Regions from separate parts of the Sus scrofa genome. Here region 1 is linked to region 2. A link is a contact called in public Hi-C data. All regions are on one chromosome and are shown on one strand. Each heading gives the region's core, a stretch centred on a gene start, on an enhancer-like site or on the middle of the called end of the contact. The rest is flanking DNA. Distances are from core to core; before and after follow the strand shown.

Evidence for each region. Hi-C and Micro-C count contacts between places; a contact is called where the count stands out from the background.
Region 1: a contact with region 2 is called in a Hi-C map of skeletal muscle, with 6 times the contacts expected there. The contact joins the promoter of RFC1 here to the promoter of FAM114A1 in region 2. A contact is called at or near these places in 1 of 47 Hi-C or Micro-C datasets (skeletal muscle) and 1 of 2 datasets of contacts at active chromatin or transcription factors (alveolar macrophages).

Annotation. Positions count from the first base shown.
Region 1 is chr8:30,633,201-30,637,758 of Sscrofa11.1, forward strand. It overlaps RFC1 (replication factor C subunit 1), which reads right to left and starts at 2,732. Exons shown (of 25, transcript XM_005666588.3): 1 at 2,542-2,732. The coding sequence starts at 2,544.
Region 2 is chr8:30,189,512-30,194,067 of Sscrofa11.1, forward strand. FAM114A1 (protein NOXP20) reads left to right here and starts at 2,439. Exons shown (of 15, transcript XM_003128921.6): 1 at 2,439-2,539. MIR574 (microRNA 574) reads left to right here and starts at 2,769; the gene lies at 2,769-2,848.

The DNA.
Region 1 (4,558 bases), core at 1,482-3,981, 440 kb after region 2:
TGAGTGAGGCCAGGGATCGAACCCACAACCTCATGGTTCCTGGTCAGAATCATTTCCGCTACGCCACGATGGGAACTCCAAAGTTTTCTTTTTAATGGCTGCATAGCATTCCATTTTGTGGATATAGTATTTTATTCCTTTATCAATAACTTTAATTGGAAAAGATGTGAGAAAAAGATGTAGCTCCCAGGGCAAGAGTTGCTAACTTTGATCTATGGAAGGGCTTCAGAAGATATGTGAATCCCCTAAACAGTGTGTATGAGTCCACATGTACTCTGTGGGCAGAAAACTTGCACACTATTCACCAGATTATCAAACGGAGCTATGACTCAAACAAAAGTTAAGAACTACTGTACAAGATAACTTGTATAAAGGTGTTCAATAAACATATGCTAAACAGAATTTGGGTCTAGGTTTCTGCTAATTTGTGTACTAGAGACAGAAGAACTAAATTAAATACCAATATAATCCAAAACTCTTAAGTACCTTACAGAAACTTTTCCCTTTAGAAACAGTAAAGCAGACCCATTTGACTCCCACTTCTTTTCCGAGAAGGGCTTTATTTTTCATCTGCACCATGAACAGGAGTACTAAGAAGGGAAAGAATCAATTGAAAATACCCAAATGGGAGTTCCTGTTGTGGCTCAGCAGAAACGAACCCAATATCCATGAGGATGTGGGTTCGATCCCCGGCCCCACTCAGTAGGTTAGGGATCCGGCATGCCCCCAAGCTGCGGTGTAGGTCACAGACACAGCTCCCATCCAGTGTTGCTGTCGTGGTGGCGTAGGCCTGCAGCTGTAGCTCTGATTTGACCCCCAGTCTAGGAACTTCTAAATGCCACACCTGCGGCCCTAAAAAAATATATATATATATTTATATATATATACTCAAATAACCAAAAGTTGACTCTAAACTGTTGTTCTCAGAGGCATCTTGTTTTTTCCAGAGGTATCTCTGCTGCCCCTTAAACTCTCTGTAATGTTCCATAGAGTCCTTCCTGAGAAAATTACATCATTGGCCACAGAGCTGTATATTGCCTACCTCATGCCAGGCACAAGAACAGAAGCTTTACATTAATTATCTTGTTTAATCCTCAAAACAGTCATTTAAGGCAGCTATATTTTCCTCCCTTTTACAGGTAAGGAAACAACAGGATTTAAAAGGTTAAAAAGTTAAGGTATTCACTTGTTCAAAACCACTTAAGCATTAAATGGTAGAGCAAGACTAAAACATCACCTCACTCTCACCTTCAAGACTCCAAAACTCATAAACTTTCCACAACACCATAGTGCCTGAAGTCCAAAATGTAATTATGATCATTTTAGGGAGGTAGTATAATCTAACAGAAAAACCAAGGTTGTAATCCTAGTTCAATCATTTATTACTTCTATCACAAATTGAACTCTAAACGCTTCCTTTACCATCTGTAACACTGGATTGCTGTGAGGTTTAAATGAGAAAAGGTATGTAAAGTAAAGGGCTCACATATTGACCTGAAGAAGACACCTGTTACAAAGTAGCTATTATTATCTTATCCTTCTTTGAGAAGAAATAAAAAAGGGCTGTAAGGTTTCCCAATTTGGCATAAAATTACACACACACACATACAGCCCATAACAATGACATTATAAGAAATAAGCTGAAAAACTACTGAAAAAATTATATCTGATTATTAGGTAGATTCTGACTTAATGGACCATCATAAATTGACCTTTAAAATAAAATACTTCAAACACACACCTGTATCTATTGCCATTCCAGTATGAACATGTTTGGAAGGCTGCATAATTATTTCACTATTTAAACACCGAGGGGTGTTTTGGGGGTTTTTAATTTTTTATTAAAGAATAGTTGGTTTAAAATGGTGTGTTAGTGAGGGTTTTTTTTAAGAGTATTGTTAACATCAGATGCTAAGTGATGACAGCCGTCAAATGCAGTACAGCTGTTTCTACTAGCTGTTTTCTTTTCTCCGGGGAAACCGTGTTATCCCTTTGATTTCTGCGAACTCCTCCAAACAAAATAAAACATCCTCCTGATGCCCTTGATCTCAAAAGAGCTCTGTGATGAGCGTTTCACCGAGCTGTTAATGACGAAAGTCGAAGGCCCGAGACAACTTATTCATTAGAAAGGAAAGTTTGTAACATTCTTCTCCTTCGTAACCCAAAACTTGGAATTAACGCTTTAGGCAGGACTCAAACCAAGGTCCGAGGCAACGCTAAACAGGAAAAGCAACTTAACCGCTGAGCCCTCAAAATCACCTTTATTACTCCCTTCCTCCCTTCCCCCAAGAATGGAAAAAAGTTAAACTGACGCGCAGCACCACGAGCCCTGCGCGCCGGCTGCGGCCGGGAGCTGAAGCCGCGGTCCAAGGAAAGGCGTGAGACCCGTGCCAAGTTTGTGGCCCCTTCCCTGCCTTCGCACTCCTCCGGAGCCTCGCATCACGATCCTCCCCAATCCTCCATGCCACTAGTGCCCGGTCCACACCCAACCTGCAAACTCTCCCCAACCCCCGAGCCGTACAGCCTCCCACGGGGGCTCACCATCACAGCCCACGGACGAAGGCGCTGGCGTGCAGGCTGGCCGGCTGGGGAATCCGTTACCGGAGCTCGGGATCCATTGGCGCCAACAACTTCTCCCGCGAAGTGGAAGGAGGTCGAGGCAGCGGCGCCCGGTGATGACGTCAGGAGGCGCGCAGCGTCCTCTCGGGCCAGGCCGGGGGCGGGAGGCAGGCGTAGCTACGTGGGCCCAGGTGCCGCCCCTGAGGCCGGCTGGGCCAGCGCGCTCCGGAACCCAGATCCACTCTCAGATTTGCGCCTTCGGCTTTTGGCCGCGGCGGTCAGATCGCGAAGTTACGAGATTGATTACCTCGGAAGGCGGGCAGATCCTCCGGGTTACCCATCTGGAAGGATGCATGCCCTCCTTAGTAGCTTTAAAATGTTTCTATTACCAGCCGCAGTAAGATGCTGATTTTAGATGTACGTTCACATATTAATTTTAATATCTATTCTGGAATAAGAATTCCACCAAACAGTATTTACCTTTTTTTTTTTTTTTTTTTTTTAGTGTTTGAGCAACTAAATTTGGTTTTTCGCCTACTTATAAGTTTTGAAAACTACCTTTAGGACAGTTTTATGTGTGTAATTCCAAAGCGAAAGAGACTAGTAAAGTAGGTATTACCACCCACTCCACTTTATATGAAAAATGTAAGGCTCAAACAAGCTGTGGGGCCTAGCTGGGCTTCTAGGCGTTCAGATTCCCAAACCTGCGCTGCTGAGTCCCTCAAAGGGGTGTATGTGTGAAGCTAAGGCATCAACAAGGTACATCTCCATAGAACAATGATGCTGAAAACTTTGGAGTAAACAAGTTTTATATTAATAGATAAGCAATTGAATTGTGGAACAGAATGTTGCATTTGCATTCAATTTTAAGTGAATATGTGAAACCTTAGGAGTGCAATGGGCAGAGCAATATCTCCAGTTTTGGCCCTGGACTTTCAAATCCTTATCCACCCACCCGCCCACCTCTTGTTCTCTCCTGCATTTTATCACACCCATATTTCTACTATGAAAGATACCAGAGCCTTCTGAAATACAGAAGCTAAGCATGGAGCACTCATATGTATTAAACAAACACCATAATATGTGCTAAGAATGTGGCTATGGACTGTCCCAGTCTTACTCATCTAATACCCACAATAATACTGGCTGCTGTTGTTATCCGCTATTTACAAAGGAGTAAAGGGATACTGGGGAACAGGGCCGCATTGCATGGGACCCTCTGAAGCCAATATGCTAGACGGTAAGCAAGTTAATATGCCTCAGTTTCCTCAACTGTAAAATAAGATAATAGTACTATGTTCTTCATTGGGTTATTATGAAACTGTTCCTGGCACACAGCTGATAGTAATCTTTTTTATTTAAGTCAGCTGTTATCACTATTATTTTTATATGAGGCTAAGTATTATCAAGGCAGATAATTCCAAAAATGAATTTATCTACTCCATAATTTTGCTTAGGGAAATACTTGATTGGGAAGGAGGGAGTCATTAGTCATTAGATCTTTGAGAAATCAATAAAAACTATGAACCTATCTCCCAGAAAAATGTACACAGCAGACACATCATATAAAGAACCTTAAGAACCTAAACCAATTTACAATGTTCATTGTGTTGTCAGTAAGCGAATAAGATGTATATTAAAAGGTTTGCGTATCTTTTACATTATACTACTTTAAACTTTTGCATTTGTTTTTTAGTATTTTGAAGCCTTCCTTGAATTTAGGTGAGACTTAAGTCAGAAGACTGTAATTTCCAGAAAGATACTGAACTGAATTTGTTGGATTGTTTTCTTTAGGAACATTTACTTGGACATTATCTCAGAAATGTAGCAGATGAGGAGATCTCTCCTGGCGCAGCTGGTTAAGGATCCCGTGTTGTCACTGCAGCAGCTTGAGTCACTCCTCTGGCACCAGTTCAATCCCTGGCCCAGGAACTTCCCTCTATCATCAGTGCAGCCAAAAAAGGAAAAAGAAAATGTACAGAATTAAAAACGGTGTATA
Region 2 (4,556 bases), core at 1,189-3,688:
GAATATTACTCAGCCATTAAAAGGAACAAAATACCTGCATTTTTAGCAACGTGGATCGACCTAGAAATTATCATGCTAAGTGAAGTCAGTCAGACAATGAGACACCAACATCATATGCTATCACTGACATGTAGAATCTGAAAAAAGGACACAATGAACTTCTTTGCAGAACAGATACTGACTCACAGACTTTGAAAAACTTCTGGTTTCCAAAGGAGACAGTTTGGGGGGTGGGGGGATGCACTGGGGGTGTGGGATGTAAATGCTATAAAACTGGATTGTTATGATCACTGTACAACTATAAATGTAATAAATTCATTGAGTAATAAATAAAAAAACATTGGAAAGCAATTCTATATGGTGTTTATAGACCAGGATAGGTGCAGTCAAGTAGAAACATGGGCAGGAAGCTTGCACAGCAACCTCAGGACAGTGGTCACCTCCAGAGAAGGTGGAAAAGAGAAGGAACAGAGTTTCAAACATATCTGTAACTTTGTTTCTTTAAAAAGGAAGTTCTAAAGTAAATATGACAAAAAAAATTGTTAAATCTTCATATCATCATACCATTCTCTACTTTTTTTTTAACATATATAGGTGCTTGTCATATTCTCTACTTTTCTGTTTTAACTTTACCACTACTAGAATTTTTTAATTCTAGAAAATTAAATTTTCTACTACACCAGAATTTTTTAAATAAAAAAATTATGTTGCAAAAATATTAAAATTTTGAAATAAACCTGGTGGGCTTGGAAGCAGCAGCGTTCAAGTAAAAGGGCGTAATTAACAGCCAGCAACAAAACCTGCCCATGTTGCGTGGTTATCTTATTGGAAAGGTGTGGTTTGGGTCCAAGGAGAAAAGGAAAAAGGCCCTTTAAAAGGGAATATCTGTTTGGGCTGTTGCCATTCAGCAGGGCTGGGAAGGGCAGATGTGGCAAAGGTACTTGCTGTATCCAAGGCAGGCAAGGAAGTCACAGGCATGTTGCCTGTGTCTGTGGAACAGCAAACACACCTGTCACACCTGGAATACAATTTACTAACACTCACAATTGCATAACTCAGAAAGAATCACTGTTTTTAAAATAAAAATTTCCCTAACTTGAATAGGTTTATACTATACATAGACTTTTTTTTTTTTTTTTTTTTTTTTGGTCTTTTTAGGGCTATACCTGTGACATATGGAGGTTCCCAGTCTAGGGGCCTAATCAGAGCTTCAGCTGCCAGCTTATACAACAGACGAAGCAACACCAGATCTGAGCCACGTCTGCAACCTACACCACTGCTCACAGCAATGCGGGATCCTTAACCCACTAAGCGAGGCCAGGGATCAAACCCACATCCTCGTGGATTCTAATCAGATTCATTTCCGCTGAGCCATGACAGGAACTCCCTGTACATAGACTTTTGTAAGCTTCCCTTGACCTTAATATTCGTCTATGGCCTGCCTTTCTTCCATGTCAACAAATTGGATGTAGAGTTTTTTTTTTAAGTCGGTGGGCATTCATGGCATGTGGACGTTCGAAGGCTAGGGGTCCAATCCGAGCTACAGCTGCTGGCCTACACCACAGCCACACCAGATCTCAGCCACATCTGCGACCTACACCACAGCTCACAGCAACGCTGGATCCTTAACCCACTAAGCAAGGCCAGGGACGGAACCAGCATCTTCATGGATACTAGTCGGATTCCTAACCCACTGAGCCACAACAAGAACTCCCCCTACTATAATTTTTAATGACTACAGCGTATTTGATAGTTTGAAGTTACTACAGTAGTTCACCCATGTTTTATTGGGGGACAGATTATTTCCAGGTTATTTTCCCTGGCAGAAAGAACCACAATAAACATCCTCGGACATGCATATCTCCACATACTTAGGACAAATTCGCAGATGTGGAATTCCTGAGCCAAAGTCAATACGTTTGAATTTCTGATCCACGTTTCCAAACTGGACTTTTAGAAACTGTATTTGCTTGGTTGATTGGTTTTAAATCAGATTGCAATTCCACAAACCGGGCGAAAGCAAGCTGTTTAATGCACCATGGCGGGGGCGGGGCCGGGGCGTGGCGGGGGCGGGGCCGGAGGTGGGCGTGGAAATCGCAAACTCTTACTGAACTTGAGCGACCCCTACCCGGTGAAACTGTCTGCGGGGCTTCCCCGGTGCTTTTAAAAGAAGGAAAGGGATCAGAACCCTGAGACCCGTCCCGGGTGGGGTGGGCGCCCCTCCAGCTCACTCAGCGGCACAAAGTCGGGAAAGCCAAGTTTCCCAAGGGGATTCAGAAGCGCGGCCAGGACCCTCCCAGCCTGGGGAAACGGGCACCGGGTTGGGGGTGGCGGGGAGGCGATGGTCCTCGGCGGCGCTCGGGGCCGGGGCGGGGTCACGAGGAGGCGGGGCGCTGTCACGGCGGCGGGGCGGGGCGGCTCGGCCCGTCCGCACCCGTCCCCCTGCCGGCCCGCCCTCCGGCCGCGTCCCCGCCAGCCCTGCCGACGTGGCGGGGCGGGACCCGGCGGGCGCTCCCGCGCGCACTCGGCCGCCTGAGCGGTAAGAGCCCGGGGCACTTCTCCCCATCATCCCTTTCCGTGGGCGGGGGGATGCGGGGACAGCCGCCGCGGGGTGGTGGGGAGACGCTGCCGTCGCCGCTTGTCGTTTTCGCCGAATCCTGCCCGCGGTGTTAGTGAGAAGCCATCTGCAGGGACTTGGCACGGGGCGCGGGACCCAGAGGACCGGCCTTGGGGGTGAAGGTCCGGGCGGCGCGGCCGAGGGCCCTGCGTGGGTGCGGGCGTGTGAGTGTGTGTGTGTGAGTGTGTGTCGCTCCGGGTCCACGCTCATGCACACACCCACACGCCCGCACTCCGGCTCTGCCCCCTCGGCCGGCGTGAACCCCTGCGGAGCCTGGCTTGGGCTCCCTCCCGAAGTATCCTGTCCTGGCACCAAGCAAGTCTGAGAAAGTTTCCCCAAGGTCCCCGGTCCGAGCGAGAGGTAGGCTGCAGGGGCACGGAGGCAGCAGGTCCCATCCCGGGGTTCGCCTGTCCTTGGCCTCGGAAGACCGAGCTCAGGCCTTGACTTCCACCCAAGCTCCTCATCTCTCCCCGTGCAGACGCCAGCAATGCCCACTCTCCCACCCCAGCCAACACCCTAAGCCAGCTGCAGCACCTCCATTCACAGCTCCCAGGTTGAGTGTTACTCCCTTCCCCAGTCCCCCAGCCCCCCGCCGGCACAGTGGGCTCATCTTCTTCCCTGGAACTTGGTCAGTATTTCCAGCCGGCTCAGATCAGGCACCCGAAATTCACCGCCCTTTCCTAGAGTTGGAAGATCTCTCTGTACGAGCAATGAGAGTGGTTTCTATGTTTTACCGATCCCCTCAATTCTCAGCCTAAACATCCTGACAGACTGAGTCGGGTGGCTTTTGAAATCAGTGTCTCTTGAACTGCGAAGACCTCAGCCAACCCGGGGAAACTGAGAAGGAGGCAGGCTTTCTCCTCAGTCCTCTCTCTGCCCCCTTTTCCTCCTGGTGCCCCTTTCCTGCCTCACCCGGATCTGCTTCCCGCTCTCTCCTTCCTTTCCTCCATCAAAACCTGAGCTCAGGAGAGAATCTGATAACGTCTTTACGTGGTAAGCTTTAAGCAGAAGAAGGAAACTTTCAGGGTGGAATTTGAAGCGCCAAGGAGCCAGAGCAAAAGAAATTTGAGGGTCGGAGGGGGCCTTGCTGAACCTCAGGGAATCAAACCATATAAATGGCCATTTATTTATAAGACCAAGCCTATATAAAACGTTGTTTCTCTTTAATCAGTATCAAACTATATATTTCAGTGCAGTAAATATTTGTGGGTCGGAAACCAAGCTAGGTGCTTCTGGAGGAGAGAATGACACAGAAACAAACACTCCTTATAAATGCCATAGAAGTCCATGCAGAGTATTACCAAAAAAAAAAAAAAGAAAGAAATAATTCAGTCTTTGGAAGGAATGGGGCAAATTAAGAAAAATTTCAGAATGAAAAGTAACAGTGAATGTTGAGAAACAGGAGTTTGCCAGGCAGGGCATCCTGGGCAGAGGAACCAGCATAAGCGAGGAGGCAGGGATGTTTGTGAGCCGTGCAGTCAGTGATGGAAAGTCTGGTGAGGCAAGAGTGTCAGGTGTGGGAGTTCCTATCCTGGCGCAGTGGAAACGAATCCAACTAGGAAACATGAGGTTGCAGGTTCAATCCCTACCCTCGCTCGGGGGGTTAAGGATCTGGCGTTGCCATGAGCCGCGATGTAGGTTGGCTTGGATCTGTCTTGGCTATGGCTGTGGCATAGGCCGGCAGCTGTAGATCCAATTCAACCCCTAGCCTGGGAACCTCCTGATCCCTTGGATGCCACCCTAAATAGACAAAAAAGTGTCAGGTGTGTTGAAAATTACTGGAGGCAGATAGATTGGAGCTGGATCGTGAGGGCCCACAGATGCCATGCAAAGGTGTTTAACCTAATGGTGTTTAAATAGGGGAGCAAGGAGGCCCCATCTGTGTTTCATAAAAATACCTGGCAAACACGTGGAGGCTTCGTTAGAGGAAAAAGAGGCT